Linked DNA regions of Gossypium hirsutum: region 1 is linked to region 2. A link is a contact called in public Hi-C data. All regions are on one chromosome and are shown on one strand. Each heading gives the region's core, a stretch centred on a gene start, on an enhancer-like site or on the middle of the called end of the contact. The rest is flanking DNA. Distances are from core to core; before and after follow the strand shown.

What was found. Hi-C and Micro-C count contacts between places; a contact is called where the count stands out from the background.
Region 1: a contact with region 2 is called in a Hi-C map of leaf, with 1.8 times the contacts expected there. The contact joins the enhancer-like site here to the promoter of LOC107959731 in region 2. A contact is called at or near these places in 8 of 34 Hi-C or Micro-C datasets (anther, cotyledon, fibers and 2 more).

The regions. Positions count from the first base shown.
Region 1 is chrD04:5,905,199-5,910,773 of Gossypium_hirsutum_v2.1, reverse strand. No RefSeq gene overlaps it. Among protein-coding and RNA genes, the nearest start is that of LOC107959730, 14 kb to the left of the region's middle. Within about 2 kb of position 4,018, at least 5 of the 9 cell types and tissues checked have an H3K27ac peak or open chromatin away from gene starts, as enhancers often do. A contact at or near this core is called in cotyledon and leaf, where this site is marked.
Region 2 is chrD04:5,863,417-5,868,694 of Gossypium_hirsutum_v2.1, reverse strand. It overlaps LOC107959731 (WRKY transcription factor 71), which reads left to right and starts at 2,932. Exons shown (of 3, transcript XM_016895861.2): 1 at 2,932-3,516; 2 at 3,866-4,006; 3 at 4,150-4,743. The coding sequence starts at 3,062. The coding sequence ends at 4,501.

The DNA.
Region 1 (5,575 bases), core at 2,769-5,268, 41 kb before region 2:
GAATTTTTGATATTTAAATTAATAATTGAATGGTTTTATGGTGTTATTCATTTGATATGTGTCGTAACACTCCGTAACCCTAATTCGACAATGGAGATGGGTTAGGGGTGTTACACCTTACTTGGAGTAAACTGATACCTCACGAGCAAAGGATGTCACAAATTAAATACTAAAGCTACTTAACTGGACCATAAATTTTAAATTTTTTTTAACATAATTTGACTCATTTGGAGTTATTCAAGTCATTTCTAGGCTTTCCCTAAAGTTTGGTTACAAATAGGGGCCAATCGGAGCTTATTCGGGTCAAAACAAGGTCAATGTTGCGACACTAGAATGATGTCATGACACTAAGAACAATTTACTCCTATGAATCTAATTTGGCGACATTAAATGTCGGATGTCGTGACACCAAAGATAGATTACTCTATTAACTCCAATGTCGTGACACTAGAGACAGATTGCCCAAAAAATATCTGAAACACTTAAAACCAAGTCTAAACAATCATAAGTCATTCCATATCACTTCTAAACATTATCAAACATGATTCTCTATCAAAACATCATGAAATTCAACATAGAACTCAATCATAATTTAACTAAATTTGTGAGGCTAACAAAATGATCAAGTTTCTATCAAAAGTTTCCATTAGAATTCTTTCACATACACACTTGGTTTAAACCTATGTACATGCCATAAACTATAACCAAAAATCAAAACCATACTTTCTCCCAAGATTCGGTATGTGATGAGATGAGTAGAGGTTGATCTTCACTCTAGAACTTCAAGTCTAATCTTCACCTACGCATTAGAAAAAATAATGCGTTAAGCGCATGAAAGCTTAGTAAGTACATCAAGAATTAAACTTTTCATTTAAAAATTTAACCAATACAAATGTGTAAAAATAACTTATGAAATAAATACTATCATACATGAAATTAATTAGAAGATGATTACAATAGAATCTCAAGCTTACAATTTATAAGTCACTTACCAATCCCATTGTTAAATTCACTCACTATTAAAATTTATAACTCAATTGTAGACTCAATAGAGCATATATAATATGCGGAAAAATCAATAATTTGCACCAAAGTGCCACTATCACTTGCACTAAAGTGTCACAATCACTTGCATGGATGAAAATTTTCTAATGGCATGTCATTTATATCCACTAGTTCTCATTTTGTTTACATGGGCATTTAAATATTTAATTTCATTACATTCTCTCAACAAATAAATGCAATTCAAACTTTACTCTCTCTCTCTCTCTCTCTCTCTCTCTCTCTAACTATTTAAGCCTTATTTAATAAAAAGTCAACAATCATCAAATTTCATTTGACATTTATTTTATCATTATTTAACACTTTACTTAAGTGCTTTATATTATTATCTGCTTCACTTATCTAACTTTTATCCACTTTGCAATTTAGTCTTTTTTTTCTCCAAACTATTTAGTATATTTTAAGAATTCATCTTCATTTTCAAATAAGTTCCATAATACACATTAACATTTTCTTATATAAATAAATCTCATAAATATTACAAAAATCAATTTAACAAATTCTCACTCAGGTTTTAATTAGGTAAGTGAAAATTTTGAAATACTTACAATCAAATACCTAGAATGAGCTCTTTTCTTCTTCCTTCACTCTTTTTCTCATCCGTGTAATCTAATCATCTCTTAACTTTAAATTTTCACACGTTTACCCCAACACTTTTCAAAATTTTACAATTTAGTTAATACCTCAAATTAATTTCTCTCAATTCAAAAGCCTTTTTTTTTTATTCCCTAAGGTATCCAACTATTTTCTCCACTAGCATTAATAATCCCTATTTTATCTACTTCAAAAATTCTAACATGTGCAAGTTCCAAAATGACATTGTTCTCATCTCAGGGGTGTTAAATATGTTACATGCAATCTGTTTCTACTAGCACATTGGGCCACCGCCAGGGCACCTGAGACTTATGATTTTATGCTAAAATGAGGCTTTTTAAGGGTTCTTTTAAGGTCTTTTCACCCCTTATTCTATTTTTAACATACAAATAAACATTACTAAGATCAAACTTAAGTCTAGTTGCATATTGAATATTTTTTTTGTGTGTTTTTCTCTCAACATCACTCTTCTAGCCAAAAAGATTTCAAAGTTTTGATTCCACAAGCTTGTGAGATCTAATTTATTCTTTATTCTTTGGTACTTACATATCTTCTGCTTTAATTACAAATATTCAAGCTTGTTGAATATAGAATCTGTATTGGATAACTTAAAATATTTTCTTTATCAATTAGAATTATTAAATACTTAATTGTTTGATTATTCTAATACATGTGATTTATGTCGGAGTATACAATTTATGCATGTTACATGAATTTTTAATCTAGTCTAAATTAATCTTTCTTGTGAATGTATATCATTGAGTCATCTAACTTTTAAGACTATGATCAACAAAACCCTTCACACTTCATTATAAAGTTTTTTGTTAATATGAAAAATAATCAACGAGACGTACGTAATGATAATGGTTGCTAGGTGTCAATTACAATTTTAACTTTGCATAAACGAGGAAACCAATGCAAAATATAATTCCTACCTAAACTGAGTCAAGCAAACAGCTTAATTTGACCTTTATAATTAGCTCCCATGTCAAACCATAGATAAAGCATGAACTAGTCAACATACTTATTCATTCGGCGACTCACAATATGTAAACTACAATAATCCACAGACCGTCACGGTCTTTTCATTTTCGTGGAGAAGATGAGTGATAATTATTAAAATAAATAAGCTTTGGGTTGAATAGATTCTCCATGATCTCTTTGCCTAAACAACACTTTAGTGGTTGAGAATGGCAATCAAGACTGGTTCAAAGATACATATGAAACCAACATCACACAGAGTTATCAACTTCTTTGTTGGAGAAATTCTCTTTTGTATGCATTTCAATACATTTTTGTAAAAAGCCACCGATCTGTTTCGAGTTAGATTTGAATTTATATTTTTTTAATATCGAATCAGCCCGGCTTGATACCTTTTATAGTTTATGAATAATAAAAATAATTTTATATTAAATTTAAATAAAAAAATTATTTTAAAATAGTAAAAGTAAGCCTTTTAGGTGTGCATGGACACAAGCCTTGCTCGATTTGAATTTTTTTTTTAATATATGTTTCTTAAATTAGGTTTTGATATATAAACTTGATTAAAAATAAATATAAAGAGAATCCCATGTGATGGCCTGATGGTTAAGGGTTTTCACTGTCTCAGGTGTGACCTAAATTCGAGTTGCGCTAGTCGTATTAGTTGTTCAGGCTTTACCCTGTTATTGTAATTCACCAAAAAATAAAATAAATATGAACAACATTTTATAGTTACGTTTTAATACAGGATTTTTTTTAATTCTTGATACATTTATACTTTTTTTTTTGTAAGAAATATATTCAAATCTCATTTTTTGTTTAGTATGAAACTAATTACCAGCACCATGTTTAATTTGCTAAAAAAAGGCCACAAAAATTCAAGTCTATGTTTCAATTATCATGTGAAACATGGTCCAAGCTTGGATTTTTCCCAAGGGAAAGCGTGTTACACTCAAAAACTCATTTAAATTTTTCGAATTTAATTTTGTAAGGTGTAAAGATTAAAATTTTTGTCAAATATTTGTCGGTTGAGTCTTAGTTTAATTGACATTAACAATATTTTTAGTGCAGAAGACTGTGAGTTTGAGTACGTTGAAGTGTATTATCTTCCTATTTAAAAATTATACTTTGTTAATAAAAGAACCATATATTATAAAAACCTATAATGAGATTAATGTTTAAAAAAATAATTTTATCATATTTCTATTCAATAAAGTATGGTCCAAATTTGATTTAAATAGTATTAATAAAAAATATTTTTAAATATTTTAGTAATACTTAAACAATGAAATGAATCAACAGGCAGTGTCAATCTAAAACACGCCTAGTACAGCAATCTGTGTCGTGTCATGGACAGCTCTGATCAGCAGCCACACCACTCCAAATGATGATACCTACTCATAAATTGGGTAAAAAGTTATCTCAACTAACTAGTGGACAAAAACGAAGACAAGGCCGAGCCCCATAATTTAGTATAATTTCTTGCAAAACCCTTGACTTATTTTAAAATTAATATTTATTACTTTAAGTATTTTATTTGTTTGGTTTAATATTATATTCACCAGTTTATGTAATAATTTATGGAAAAGCAGATAACCTTCAGAATACAAATACAAGAATTGATGCATTTATGCATGGATTATGGTCAAATATGCTCAAGAATATAGCCATGAAGAACAACGGAACAACATCTTCTATCTCTAATATGCACAGACGTAGTTTCTCATGTGCATGAGATGTTTTATGATTGAGGTTATTCAAGTTTCTCCTAAAAGACATCACGTGGAACCCATTAGACGAACATAACTAAATGGAAACGAAGGGCTCCATCTCTTGCTCTTTTTTCCCTCTCTCATTCTGCTAGGGAAATGGTCCTTGCCCTGAAATCGGTTAAATTGTGAATCGGCCGGTGTATCAGTAGGTAAAAATTTTAAAAACCGAGATAAAAAAATATTTAAACCGATTTGTGATTTTTAATAACACTACTTTTTGCACCATTTTGTGTCAAAATGACCATCTAGATTTGTTAAAAAGTGAAAGTATGAGCATGGCAATGAAATCATCCTGTTCTTTAATTATGTTGGGGTTCATAAGGTTTTTCTTTTCACCCATTTATGGTGGTACAATAATTTTTCAACACAAATAATAGAGAATCATGTTGTTTTTCTTGAAATTTGTAATCTCTTCACTTTTGGAATTTCTGTTTTGGGTTGAATTCAAGGTTGAGTTTTAACAGATTGACCATCAACGATTTACACTGTTACATCTATTTCTTGTATTTTCTACTTCATTTTCAATTTGAATATACTTAATTATAGCTCAATCACATAGATTTTTCTTATGTTTCATAAGTTCCTTCAGGAGTTTATCTTTGACTTAGTATACGCCATTAAAATCAAATGATGATATATTATTTAAATATTTTACAATACACTTTTATTTTATAAAATGTGTACACAAAATTATATGTTGTTAATATTTAGTGCACAAATAATATATAATTTTATGCACTATTAATTAAATAGTGAGGTATTGTCTAAAATCTTCTCTGTATTAGAAGTTAGATTGCATTTTGGTTTATTTATTCAAAAAATAAGTAAATTAGTCCTTGTACGTTATATCCTAGAACAAATTGCCCCTTTTAGTTAAATATTTTTACCCCTTTGTATTGTTAAAAACTGATGTGACTTATAAAATAATCAGATAGTGACATATGACGTGCCATGTGTACTACATGTTAACATACAAGGACTAATTTTTAATAATAGAAATAGATAATTTGATCAAAATGCAACCCAATTCTTAGTCCAGAAACTTTCATAGTAACTAAGTTCATCATATATATCATACACAATATCATTTAAGTTCATTGATTTGATCAATGATTCATCCACTTTATGGTGAATGAATTTGTAAAAAAAAAAAACTATTGCTAGCC
Region 2 (5,278 bases), core at 1,683-4,182:
CAAACTGTAATTTGCTTTGCTAAGAGCCAAGCTTACAATGGTAGAAAGAGGCATATCCGAATAAGACATGAATCTATGAAACATTTAATAAAGAATGAAGTACTTGATTTGGAGTATGTGAGGTCTAAAAGGAACCTAGTTGATCCACTAACCAAAATGTTAAGTGGAAAAATGGTTTTTAATTCATTAAGGGGGATGGATCTTAAGCCTAATGGTTGAGGAATACATGGCGGATACCCAACTTAGTTTTCTAAGTTCAATATGGTCAACAAAACCATGGAAAGACTCATAGTGTACATTTTACCTATCCCTATGGCAAATGATGTACATGCATAAGGTTAAGTTCTTACTCTTAATGAATTTAAATCCCAAGGTTTGGATGGTCCTATTCAAATGGACTTGATGAATTCATTGATATGTGAGGTTGAGTTTCTTACTCTTAATGAATTCATATACTAGAGTTTGGGCAGTCCTATTAAGATGAACTTAATGAATTTACCGAATTTAAATTTGAGAGGATGAGCTTAATAAATGCTCTTAATGGTTTTATATTCCTGACTCGGGTAGTATATATTGAGATAGATTTGATGAAATCACCTATGTAAGTGCAAATAACTAGCCATCTTCTATGAAAGACATTGGATAGTCTTTCTAAAGCACTTACCAGCATCCTAATGTGTATTGGCTAAAACTTTTTTATCTATTGTTGAACATCAATTGGATTTGAGATTAGTCGTGTGTCATGAGTTAGCCCCAATCTTAACAAGTTCAAGATTCGTTCACTTGTTAAAGAGAAGAGTCGTTCATTTCACTACATACTAGTTCAAATACACAAGATACTAGTACTTAAGTTGCTAATTTTGTTGTCGCTCTTCTCATGTTTTACATTTTCTCATGTTTACAAAAATTTACAATCTTTTGCATTAGTAGGGGAATGTTGATAATGCAAAGTGGGCAATCTCACATTGTTTGAGGAAAGGCTTCTAAGAGGGTTTAAATATAGTTTTACTTTTTACCCTCATTGAGTAACTGGGGGTTAAAGGCCTTACACACACACGCCACCAGCGTTCGACCCAGTTCGTGTTCGTGTACACGTTAACACGTGTCACACATACCGCGTACGTTTCTTTTTGAATAAATTTTTTGTTCATTTTATCATAAATATTTTTTATTTTCAGAATATTTTTTCAATTGTAGACAATCTTCTAGCTGTTGCAGAATATTTTTTGTTAAGGAAAATCCTCTACTATTTTTGAAAACTGACACTGCTATTTTACCATTTTGCCTCTTCAGAAAACAATATAAATAGTAGGCCAATCTTCTCATTTTTCACAACAAGCAAACAACAATATCTTTTCTGTTTTTCTTAGCTCGCCTGTTTCCTATTTAGAAAACTTTTCCGATCAAATTTTTGACCAAGCTTTCAACTTTAGTTTCCAGTCTACTTTTTCGAATACTTTTGAGAAAAGCAATACCAATTGTGTTCCACCTTCTTTATTCGGGTGTACAACTATTGAAGTATCGTGTTAACCTTGAAGGCGACGTCCACTATACGATTACATCGATCATGATGGATTTACTTCTAAGGCAGTAGTTCTTCTAAAGCATAGTGATTATTTTATTTATTTACTCAGTTTATTTATCCTGCCAGTGCTAACTATTTCATTTTGCAGTAGTATATTTCCAACGGTGATTGTACGAATGGTCATTGGTTTGGATAAGAATTGTAATATCTAGGAAGTGGATAATTTTATTGGTCATGATTCTACTGATGGTAAGGATTATAAGGATCATAATTATCATAAGGTTGCCTGTTATGATTCCCTTGTTCATATCGATTACTTTGACCAGCTTGATATCCTTACTCGTAACCTTGTTTCTTTTGAGTTGTTTAATGTTGGAAATGCTAGTTATATTTGTTTTTTTTTTTTATCTTCAAGAGATTTTCATTGGGATTAGTCATGTTTGGTCAATACTCACCGCACCAATTGTTGATACAATATGGTTTAGTGGTTGGAAATGGTTCACACAATTGTGTCAAGAGTTTTTGAAGGTGGTTTTTGATGAATCAGAGAATAAGGGTGGAGTTTATAGGTAGTTTAGCAGGGTAACAACATGGGAAGTATCTTGTAGTTCCTTGGTCGATAATAGATACTTATAGGTTCATGTGTCTTACGGAAAGTAGGTTGCTGTGCAATGGTGGGCCTTTTACTCATGTGCTTGGAGGCTATGGGAAATCTTGTCTTCATAAATTATCTTAGGTGAATTTTGATGTGACTTGATGAGGTCCATAAACATACAAGAAACAAATGTATGTACCTACGTAAGGCAAGATATTCTTTGTAAGTCAAGTCCTTACTCTTTATTGATCAAAATGATTGACATGACGAAATCTTCCAAACGAAGTAAAAATTCGTGACAAGCCCCCAAGATTTCCTATTCCTTTTTGTCCTTATTTTTTTGGATGATATGCACGTATGTAAAATTAACTAAAAAAATCGGATGAGTTACAAATATGTACATATTACTAGTAATAGCATAAAAAAGTTTTGTTTTTTTAAATCATGTTATATATTTTTAGAATATATTAAAAAGGTTATAATAAAAAACACTAAAAAATTAAGACAGATATATTAAAATTGATGTTTAATTGTATACGTTTTGAAGATATGTGGACTATTTGTACTCGATGGGTTGATAATTTTGACAAAAGTGTTCTCAACATGTATAATTCAATTATTTGGTTTGAACCTATAATCATCCATGAAAAAGATGGGTGAAATTTAGATTTTTGAATTGGAAACTTAAATAATAGTGGGAAATAGCCAAACCTACCCATTCCTTTACAACTCTCTCTCCATCATAATCAACAACACAAAATAATATTAGTAAATAAATAAATAATCCAACACCACACACTCTTATAAAAATAAAAACAAAGTTTCTCAATCAAAACCCCACTTTTCTCTCCTTCTCTCACTTTTAAACCCTTTCATATTTCCATTGTAGTTTTACCCTTTTGCTTCTTCTTCCTCATCTTCTTTCTTTCATCTATGTTTATATGTCTTCAAATGAAAAGAACGATCCACAACACAACTATGATCCTTTCCAAGGATTCAACCGATCCACCACCTTCCCATTCTTTGACGACAACAGCCCTTGCATTTACAACCAATCTGCAGCCGCTCCACCACCGGCCTTTGATCCTTCATATATGACCTTCACTGACTGCTTAAATGGCTCCAACGTCATCGACTACAACTCCTTCTCGAGAGCCTTCGACATGTCTTGTTCTTCATCTGATGTTGTCAGTCCCATGGATGACAATACGGCTACTGACAACTCCAAGAAAATCCCCACTTGTGCAGATAACAATAATAATATTTCTGAAAACCCATCAACCCCCAATTCCTCAGTGTCTTCTTCCTCTAACGAAGATGAAGATTCCAGCAAAGCCAAGAAAGATAAACAGCCAAAAGGGTGTGAAGACCATGGAGATGACAAGTCAAAGAAAGTGTAGGTTTTTATTTTTTCTGGGCTTTTTAGGCAACTTTATTTTCTCATTATTATCTAGTTTGGGGATTATTAATAGCGTTCATACTAGCTAGCTAGCATTTCTGATTTTGGATTTCTACGTTACTGATAAAATTTTCTCAGTAAATTGATTACGCGTTTCTTACTGACTTATAAAAGCCTTTGAAATGACTAATCTACATGGTATTTGTTTTTGGTAACTTTTTTTCTTCTTATTTTTCCTTTATTCTTTGTTCTGTATTTTTTTTCTCAAGCTACCAAAACCCTAATATATGATGATGATAGGACACAATTTGTATTGATTTTTAAAAAGGGTTAATATTGGGTGCAGGAACAAAGCAACAAAAAAGGAGAAACGGCAAAAAGAGCCCAGGTTTGCATTCCTCACAAAGAGTGAGATTGATCATCTTGAAGATGGCTATAGATGGAGGAAGTACGGACAAAAGGCTGTCAAGAACAGCCCTTATCCAAGGTCCATCCTTCTTTCTAATCCCTATGAATGTTTTTGTTTAGAAATGGATACCATTGATAAATGACAATCAAATTAATCCATCTCTCTCTTAACCCTAATTGCAAACATTGTCATTATCTTAAAACGTTTGTGAAACTTTGCAGAAGTTATTACAGATGCACAAGCCCAAAATGTGGTGTCAAGAAGCGAGTTGAGAGATCATTTGAGGACCCATCGGTGGTGATCACAACATATGAAGGAAAGCATAACCATCCCATTCCGGCAACTCTTCGAGGCCATGCTGCAGGGATGTTTTCCCCTCCGATCATGTCGGGGTCGATGGGTCCGACCTTCCCTCATGAATTCCTAACCCATTTCCTTCCATCATCGAGCAATAATCCAGCAGCACACGCCAACTCCATGCACCATCAAACCCAGCAGCAGCAGCTTCAAGTTCCTGATTATGGCTTATTACAAGACTTAGTTTCTTCCTTCACCCGTAGTCAGGCGCCATGAATGAACATTATAGTGATCTTTATACATATATCTAGCTGGAGTTGCTGTATTAATGGAGGGTTAATCCAAGTATGAAGTTAGGGGTCGGGCACTCCACTTCTTTTTGTTGTGCAAATTGCTACTCCTCTGATGCTTATTACCACTCTAGAGATGAAATTGTTGTAGTATTGGAGAGAAGAACATTGATTCTTCCTTAATTTGTCTCTTTTTGTATTATAAAATTTTCATAGTTAGCCTTTAAATTTAAATTCCATATAAACTCATGTGATTATCTGGTGGTTAAAAGTGTTTATCGTACTAGGTGTGACTTTGATTTGAGTCGTACTAATCGCGTTTCGATTTTACCTTTTGTAATTCACTAAAATATATAAAAGAATTTTGGTATTTAAAAATAAATGCTTTCATTTTTATAAGTTATTATTACTTATTTAAATGTCTTTTGTGATTTCTAATTTGTTGAGAGTTACACTTCATTATATTTTATTTGAATTAACTGTATTTTAAATATTATTTTTATTTTATAATCTTTTAAATACTCTAAGTTGTATTTTTAGTTATCTATAAACTCTAAATTGTTGAAACAACAATGATGATATAAACTAAAACTAGTCACCTGGTTTTCTTTTTGGAGTTAATTGAATGATTAATTAGGTGGATGTAAATAATCTAATTTTTTTAGGATTTATATTTGATGTATTATAGTATATAATTTTATGTATTGTTAATGAATTAAATTATGACACATCATCAGATTTTATTTGCCAATAAAATCTTAGC